Linked DNA regions of Sus scrofa: region 2 is linked to region 1. Evidence: chromatin contacts called from public HiChIP or PLAC-seq data. All regions are on one chromosome and are shown on one strand. The core of a region is the stretch at or near the end of the contact, and the rest is flanking DNA. Distances in the headings are between cores, read along the strand shown.

Region 1 (4,419 bases), core at 1,554-4,053:
GTGACCTGCAGCCCAGGGAGGGTTACAGATGACCCGGGAATGCCTTTAGCAGGGACAGAGCTCATGCTCTCAGCTCCCTCCTGACGGAGTGTCCCAGGTCATCTGTGAAGCAGTGCACCTGGAGTTCTTGGCAGGGGTATGACCTTTGTTGAGAAGCCACCCCTCAATGTCAGTCACAGGGCAGAAATCCTGCCTTTGGGGGTAGCACAGACAGGAATATTTGCTGTCAGCTTACTCGACCGGGGCAAACTGACTTCAGTGCACTTAAGTCACACTTAAAATATGTATGTCTGAAAATCACCCAGCAGCATGGGTGCAAGGAAACTGTCTTTTCTCTGGGTTCTCCACTGTTATATTAAATATTAGCAAAGGAGTGTATGGATGAGAGAGAAAGACAGAAGAGAGAGGCAGCAGGAAAGTCATGTGACCCTGGACCGTGTCTTTCAAATTTCATCAGGAGCTGTCTACACTGCAGCCTTCAATGGGGGAGCTCTGAGTTCTCATCCTGACCTAGCCAAAACCCCCTTGTCTTGAAGAAGGTCCCCTGCCTTGGATTTTTTTTTTTTTTTCCCAGTTAAGTACCTTTACCTAAATCTGTATTCTTCTGTCATGGACCTGTTGTCAGAAATTCCTTCCAGAGGGACGCTCCACTGGCTTTATGCATGTGCGGTCAGGAGGTCAGCCAGCCCTAAAGAGCCCTTCAGCTCTCATTCCCTGTCCCAGGGTTCAGGGAATACCTGGCAGTGGCAGCCAGGCCCAGGGATGAGAAGATGCATTTGGTCCCTAAGCTCTAAGTCACAGTGACATCCTGGGCCAGGGCTGGGTGACAGTGAGTTAGGTGAGGAGACAGGGAAGTACAGCCACAAAAGCGGAAAGACTTCTCCCTCAGCAGGGCAAGGCCTCTGTGAACACCTTACATAGCTGGTGGATCCTCGGAGCCTAACTGCCCCAGCCTTGCAGAAGGGGTGGCTGAAGGATGAAGTAGCAGCAGCTGCTATTCACTGAGGCCCTAGCGGATGCTGGATACTTATGTTCATTACCAGGATCTGGACAACTGGGCATTTAGGTATTTTTCACAAATATCTTTTGGATGAAATATCTCCTGATGCCCACGGTAATCCACAACAAATACGAAGTGTAGATACTATTAGCCTCATTTTTTCCCCCTGAATCTAAAAGTATTTAATTCTCTTTATTTATTATTATTATTATTTTTTGTCTTTTTTTAGGGCCGTACCCATGGCATGTGGAGGTTCCCAGGCTAGGGGTCCAATCAGAGCTGTAGCTGCCAGCCTACACCACAGCCACAGCAACGCCAGATCCAAGCTGTGTCTGTGACCTACACCACAACTCACAATAACACCAGATCCTTAACTCACTGAGTAAGGCCAGGGATTGAACCCACAACCCGGTTCCTAGTCGGATTCATTTCCACTGCACCATGACAGGAACTCCTAATTCTCTTTATAAATACATGCAAAGAAGAAAGTAAAAATAATTCACAATCTTACAGGCCAAAGACAACTCTTATTAGCATTGTCATATATGATCTTCCAGGCTTCTTCAATGCATAAAGACTAAACTACCAAGTTTATTCCACATTATCTTTTTTCATTTTTATTTTTTCCATCATAGTTGGTTTACAGGGTTCTGTGAGTTTTCTACTATACAGCCAGGTGACCCAGTCACACATACCTATATACATTCTTTTTCTCACATTATCTGCTATCATGCTCCATCACAAGTGACTAGATATAGTTCCCAGTGATATACAACAGGATCTCATTGCTTGTCTAGCGTCATTTTAAAGTTCTGGAAACTGAAGTCCAGAGAGGTGAAAGAACTTGCCCCAGATTACACAGCAAGCAAGAGTCGGGCTGGGGTTCTTAACCAGCTTCCTGATCTATGCTAGTTGCTTTATCCCACAAGTAGAAATGTCCCCTCTGCAATGTGTGCAGCTAAGGAGAGTGTCACCAGGCAGGAATTCAGCCCCCCTCCCTTTTTTTTTTTTTACAATATACAGAGTGGTGGCCTTTTATAAAATACCTAAGGAAAGGCCTTTTCCTTTTACCTGTTGGGTTTCCTCCCTTCCCTGAGCCATGGGTACCACACATACAATTGGGTCAGCTTCTGGGTCATTTGGTAGAGTTTGCCTTTGGCTCAGATAAAAACAGAAAGCGAGCCAGAACATGGCGTTTCCCAAGTGGGCATGTTCCCAATTTATTCATCGTGTTCAGGCCCGGGACAGAATGCACAGAGGTTGTTTCCAGGCCCTGGATTTCTGGGAGGTTTATTTCGGACCTTTGCTTCTGTCCTCTGAGGCTTCCCGGCTTCCCGCCTCTCTGTGACTCAATAGAGCCATGGCAATGAATGGGAAGGAGGAGAACCCGGAGTTCTGGCTGTTCCCTTCGCTCCCTCTGCTTGGCTCCGCCTGCCAGAACACTCGGCGTGACCCAAGGGTTTGAAAGGTTTGGCATGTGTTTCCCTTTGAGGTTGTTTTGTTGTAGCTGGCCTCGTTGCTAGCCTTCATCGATGCTGATGACCTAGACCTGGCCTCGACCCCCCACCTCCATGGTTCTAAGGTGGTTCCTGGATCGCCTGTCATTTCCTGTGACTCATCTGAGACTTGCCAGGATCAGCTCTGGTCTCTGCATTCCCCGACCGCTGCCTGAGCTTTGTGGTAGTGAGTTTTGGTCATGGTTTTCCCTGCCCGTGCCTGGGAACCTGCCAGAGTCTAGATCCCCTGGCCTTAGCAGGGCCCTGCTTTAAAACCATGGGGCTTGAAGTGCTGGGAGTGGCTCCAGGCCTGAGAATGTGATGGGCTCTCTGCCAAATAGTTTAGTGAGAAGTCAGCTGGACCGGAATCACCATGATGGAGAGCTAAGCCAGAGAAACAGTCCTTTGAATCCTTGGTCTAGTTGGGATGAGAAGATTAACACACATGGAACAGACAGTACAGTGACTGGATTTACTTTCTGCTACAAAAGGAAAGGGACCCGAAACTGGACACTGGATTCTGGGGGAGAATCTTACCTACAGGCCAGTCTTTCTTTGGTTTGTTATAAGACTAACAATCCAACTGGCAGCACCTCAGGGTGGCCTATAGGTGATACCCTGGGAGTAGCTGGAGTGGGTCTCACTTTGACCCTGAACCGAGAATCATGCAGTGTAAAAGCCCACTGCTCTGGGTGGAAACCATAGGCCAGAGTGGACTGAAGTTTTGAAATACTTGAGTTCCCCATAATTATTTCATCACTGGTAGGAACTCAGCTGTGTCCATCTCTTCCAGATTATTCTGAGGCCACTCACGACAACATCAGCCCACCCTTCTGTATAAATGTAGCAGAATTGGAATCACAAAGACTTACCCGCCAGCAGGTGACCATCAGAGGTGTCAGTTCATTTGGCCATGTGCCTGGCTTGCTTTCAGGGTATGTGCTCAGCTTCGAGGTCTTAGGGTGCAGCGGTGAACACAGGAGGGGGGCCCTTCCCTCATGGAGCCAGGTTCTCCTAGGCAATTGGGGACCCAAGCAGTCTGTCCACAATGTGGAGTCAGCCGCTGAGCCTCTGAGTGATCTGGTCACAATAGCAGTTGTGAGCCTGCCATCCGCTCAGAGGAGAGCCCATAGGGCTTGCCTGGAAGCTGCATGTGCACACGGATTCATATGTGCTGCAATGGAAGGAAGACCTGATGGAGATTCCTGGGGGCAGGGATGGGCCAGGATCCTTGGCCCTGCTGGGCTTGGGGCAGAGCTGAGCAGCTCACCTCCCCAGGCTCACCTTTGATGTTTACGCTGTGTCATCCACTGTGAGCACTGGCCTCTTCTCTGGCAGCCCCACACCCGGCTGCATGGACCCTCTCCCGCCCCCAATATCAGTGCCTCTAGACTGATTGCTGTCCTGCTGGTCCTGCCCTGTGCTCTCAGGTAGAACCTCAGCTCTGGCTCACAGCAGCACCCCCCGCCCCGCAACCCCTACACACATGCTGGGGGCCTTTGGTGAGCCCTGCCCTGTCTTCCCTTCCCCGCCCCCCAGGGATTCCTGTTTCCTTTCCGTGTGAGGCCTCCTGGTTTCAGTGTATTTGCACAGTAGAGGAGCCCACTCCCACCCACTTCTTGAGGACGGTCTATAAGGATATATTTCTCAGGTCTTACGAAGGGAGTCTTGGAGTTCTTCCCAGAGTCTCTTCATTCCATTCTTAGGGCGTACAATTTTTTTCAACATGAAAATGATGTAATATGTAATTCCCAACTAAAACAGAAGAGGAGAGCCCTTCCAGTAAAAGCCCCCCGCCCCAGCCACCACTGCCATGCTTTTCCCTCCTGTGCTGTGGCCGTGGGAAGTGCCTTTGCCCTTGTCCTTCCTGTCACTTCCCACTCCCAGGGAGTGCGGGGTCATGGTCTCCCGGTGAAGTGGGAA
Region 2 (4,182 bases), core at 504-3,003, 85 kb after region 1:
GGAGGGAGTGTGGAGGGGATTGGGAGCTTGGGGTTAATAGAGGCAAACTATTGCTTTTGGAATGGATTAGCAATGAGATCCTGCTGTGTAAACTATGTCTAGTCACTTATAATGGAGCATGATAATAGGAGCAAAAAGAATGTATACATGTTTGTGTAACTGGGTCACCTTGCTGTACAGTAGAAAATAAATTATATTGGTGAAATAACACTAAAAAAAAAATTTTTTTTTTAATGGGAAATTAGTTTAGTGTCGTTGAAACTGAAAATTACATTCTGGCCATGAAAAGTGAATGGTCCTCTAACTGGCACTTGGTCAGGAAATGATCAGAATACCCGTAAAGGACTCCTTTGTGAAAGTAGACTTAGCCTAGAACATCTTGAAAGGGGCTCAGCCACAGAAAAGTATAGAAATACAGAGGATTTACAGACCCACATGCCTGGAATGTGTGGCAGTGCTCTTCATTTTTGGTCTGTGTTAGCAAGCGTCTCAGTCACGAAACATTTCCAAATGGAAGGGCAGGAGAGAAGCGAGCATCTTAAAGCAAAAAACAAAACAAAACAAAACAAAAAAAAACAAAAAAACTTCTCACTCAAAACTATGCTATCTTTGTCGCATAAATAAGAGGGGCCAACTTTGTTTTTCCTGGCGCCTGAACACAGAACTGTAAGTTTTTCGCCCTTGCGGCTTCCTCACACAGAGCTTCAGAATAACGACTCTCACTCTTCTCTCTGCGGTCTCGGCAGAGAGCCGACTGCGTCTTTCGGAAAAATGGCACAGCTGTTCTGAAAAGTAGCCCCATTCATAAGACACCGGCTGTCTACAACTGCAGTGCTGGAGAAAAGGCACCGTAGTTTATAAAGAGTTTCTTTTCTTTCAAGGGGGAAAAAAAAAACCACGGTATTTACAGGAAAGAAAACTGGACCCTTTTAGTTTTATTTTAGTTGCCATGTCTGAAATGGCAGTGGGGACGGTCATAAATACACACAGGCAATTGCGCCTTTACCCAATGACTCATCGTGGCTGAGCCACCCGTGATGGAAAATTCAGCTAGTTAAGCAAGATCAGCCAGAAAGCCTCACACAGGCCCTCCTGCCAGAGCCGATGCCTACTGTCTTATGACATACTTATCGTCTAGGATTGAATGACTGACCTGCTTTCTCTCCCTCTCAGTTCATGACCAAGAACCCCACCATGCGCCTGGGCAGCCCGAGTCAGGGTGGTGAGCATGCCATCCTGAGACACCCTTTCTTTAAGGAAATCGACTGGGCCCAACTAAACCATCGCCAAGTAGAACCACCATTCAGACCCAGAATCGTAAGTGTCCGTGACCACCACAACAGACTTTTTTTTCTTTCATAAAACATCACAGTGTTCCACTCAAGTCTGCTGAGCAGCTAGCAGGTCCCTTGTGGAATGACCAGACCGGAAGTTGAGCCTGATGCTTTGCAAGGCAGCCTCACCCAGGATGAGGCTGGGCTCCTTGCTCCCAAGGCACCATTTCTCCATGTGCCAGGGTTACTTCCCATCAAATTTCCACCTCTTACTTGCCTGGGCCCCATCCTCCCTCAATCTAAGTTGGATTTCCTGAGATCTAAGAGTCCTTAAAATTTTCCAGATTTCCCCAAAGGAGTAGGGTTGAGAAATTCATTCTCCATAACCAATTTCCTCATGCTCCTTAGTCAGGGGACCTTTCCCAAGCCCCTGAATGTTCCTCCCTGCCCTGACCCTGGCTCCCTGCCTTGGTGAGCTAGGGTCTGTGACAGATATTGCCACATAGGGTTCAGGCCAGTAGAGGCCAAGTCCCCTTGACTGGGAAATGCTGGAACACTGTGGGTATGTCCCCGAGTGAGGCAGCTGAGTGGGCTGGCATTCCTGGGGGCCACCTCACTCTTCATTTGAGAGCTAAGCTCCTTCTCAAGTGTGGTCAGGAGAACCACAGTGGGAAGGCAAACAAGCAGGGGCTAGCATTGCATCAAGGGTTAGGACGAGGCAGAGAGGGAAGGATCAGTGACTCAAATAGGAGACGTCAGAGATCTTTTCGGCATGAGTTTTTAAAGATGTCAAATACCCATTTCCAAGCATCCTTAGTTTAATCTCTAACAAACACCCAGAGGTTAAGCCACTTCCTTTAATGGGCATCCCCCTGCCAGCTCGTCTGGGAGGAGGGTGAGCTTTGCCAGCAGGGCAGAATGGATCTGACTGGTGAGTAAAGTGAGAGGCATTTGTTCCCTAAACTGAGTGTTTCCAAGAAGCCTTTCAAGAAAATCTCTTCAAGCATATAGACCTTTGTACAAACAACAGGTGGGGCAAGTGTGAATTGACGCAACCTCTGCTGACTTGCATGCCCCTCAGGAAGGCCTGATGCGAAGTGGTACCTCAGTGCAGTGGAGCGGGGGGACCAACCAGCCAGCTGCGTTAGGTGACTGAATTCATTCCTTAGCTTCCCAGCCTAAGGCCGGCCTGCTCAGCAAGATTTTTGTGGGGTTAGTGAGTTGGTGGTTACCAAATACCATAATGGTACACAGTGCAGAAGAATTAGTAATAAAGCACTGTCTAATCAATTGTCATGACTGTAAATAACGCACGCTACCAGGAGAGTTGTGGAACAGTTCTCCCAACTCACTGGAAACGGCTTAAATCCCATGGAAGAGGAGTGAGTCTCAAGTGCCTAAAATCTGAAATTTATCTTGTTTCCTTTTTGACAGAAATCCCGAGAAGACGTCAGTAATTTTGACCCTGACTTCATCAAGGAAGAACCGGTTTTAACTCCAATTGATGAGGGACATCTTCCTATGATCAACCAGGATGAGTTTAGAAACTTTTCCTTTGTCTCTCCAGAATTGCACCCATAACCTTATGCAGAGTGGGAGAGATGGTATGAGAATCAAAAGGGGATGGAGATTTTCCAGGAGTTTCCTATGTGGGCACGTCCCCAGGATCAGCCTTAGAACAAGAACCTGACCTTCGGGGGCAGGTGGAGAACTCTGTGAAGGACGGAACTTCAAGAGATCAACTATTTGAAGTCCCATGGGATCGCGGTGCTGGCAAAGAGTTGATACCGACATGAGATGTCATGAGGAAATTCACTGCTCAGCCCATGCATTTCCATGGCTCCTTCAGACTTGAGATATTAACAGTTGGAGCCAAAAGGAGAAAGGGTGTGAAGAATAAACTAGATCCCAGAACTTCTGAGCCAATCAGGCGTTTTATTTCAAGAGACAAACCTAGACGTTTTAGGGACCACTGCAAGCTGTTTTATAAGCCCATGAGCCCATAATACTGGCAGTCTGCAGCAAGTCTCGAAATGCTTGTGAAGAACTTACAGAGAAAGAAATGAAGAGCTTTCCAAATAGGATGATTTACTCTGAAGAAACAAAAACTGATATCCATAAAGCTCACAACTTAAAGCCCTCTCTTAACAGGTGGGCACCCAGGCCACTGCTACAGCTTATTCTTTTATCCTTACTTTCACTTAATAGATATTTATTGAGTGCCCAGTGAGATGGTGCCACAATACCCAGTAGCATAAACAACAGATTTGTGTTTACCAAGCTTTCATTCCTAAGTTACATGAATGGCATTTGCCTTCCATGAAATGCCTCTCCATGCTACATATGTCATACTTTGTCTGCACCTAGCTTCTCCCATTAGGCAGCTCACTGCCACAACACAACTATCTGCGTAATCAGCAGGTGAGCTCAGGTGCTTGCTGACTTGCGGAATCTTGTCGTGGGCGATGTGTTCATGCCGCTCTGGACTCAGTGAAGAACCGCTCGTGCTGATGAGCAGACTTACCACTTATACCTTAGCAATTTATTTAAATTATGTTTTGAGAGATAAACTTGTCTGTTTGATATGCATTTTAATAATTAGAAATGGCTCTTGTAAGCAGGACATTTATCAAAGAAGGACCTGCTATGCCTGTGTATGCAGTTGGAGAATTTTATCTGGCTGAAATAAATGCATTTTGTAACAAAAGGGATTTTTTGAAAGATATGTCCACGCCCCACTAGGAAAGGAAATACGTAATTGAAATAAGCTTTGAGCAGAATGGATAGAACACTTGACTCAAAGCAACTTCTGCTAGCAAAGGCTGGTATCATGTGGTATCGCTTAAATGCATGTGGCCTGTCTCTTCTTAAACCACAATTTTCGTTTTGAATCAGGGTAATGACAGCT

The links. HiChIP or PLAC-seq counts read pairs in DNA pulled down with a chosen protein or histone mark.
Region 2: an H3K27ac HiChIP or PLAC-seq map of alveolar macrophages shows a contact between it and region 1, with 4 times the contacts expected there. The contact joins two enhancer-like sites. A contact is called at or near these places in 1 of 5 promoter capture datasets (liver), 12 of 47 Hi-C or Micro-C datasets (alveolar macrophages, brain, embryonic fibroblasts and 5 more) and 2 of 2 datasets of contacts at active chromatin or transcription factors (alveolar macrophages and skeletal muscle).

Annotation. Positions count from the first base shown.
Region 1 is chr1:190,349,483-190,353,901 of Sscrofa11.1, forward strand. All of the region lies in intron 9 of PRKCH (protein kinase C eta type), which reads left to right. Among named protein-coding and RNA genes, the nearest start is that of PRKCH, 150 kb to the left of the region's middle. Within about 2 kb of position 2,804, at least 36 of the 83 cell types and tissues checked have an H3K27ac peak or open chromatin away from gene starts, as enhancers often do. A contact at or near this core is called in alveolar macrophages, embryonic fibroblasts, retroperitoneal adipose tissue and 1 more, where this site is marked.
Region 2 is chr1:190,435,453-190,439,634 of Sscrofa11.1, forward strand. PRKCH (protein kinase C eta type) reads left to right here. Exons shown (of 14, transcript XM_021062478.1): 13 at 1,174-1,317; 14 at 2,709-3,981. The coding sequence ends at 2,855. Among named protein-coding and RNA genes, the nearest start is that of HIF1A, 190 kb to the right of the region's middle. Within about 2 kb of position 1,754, at least 20 of the 83 cell types and tissues checked have an H3K27ac peak or open chromatin away from gene starts, as enhancers often do. A contact at or near this core is called in alveolar macrophages, embryonic fibroblasts, retroperitoneal adipose tissue and 1 more, where this site is marked.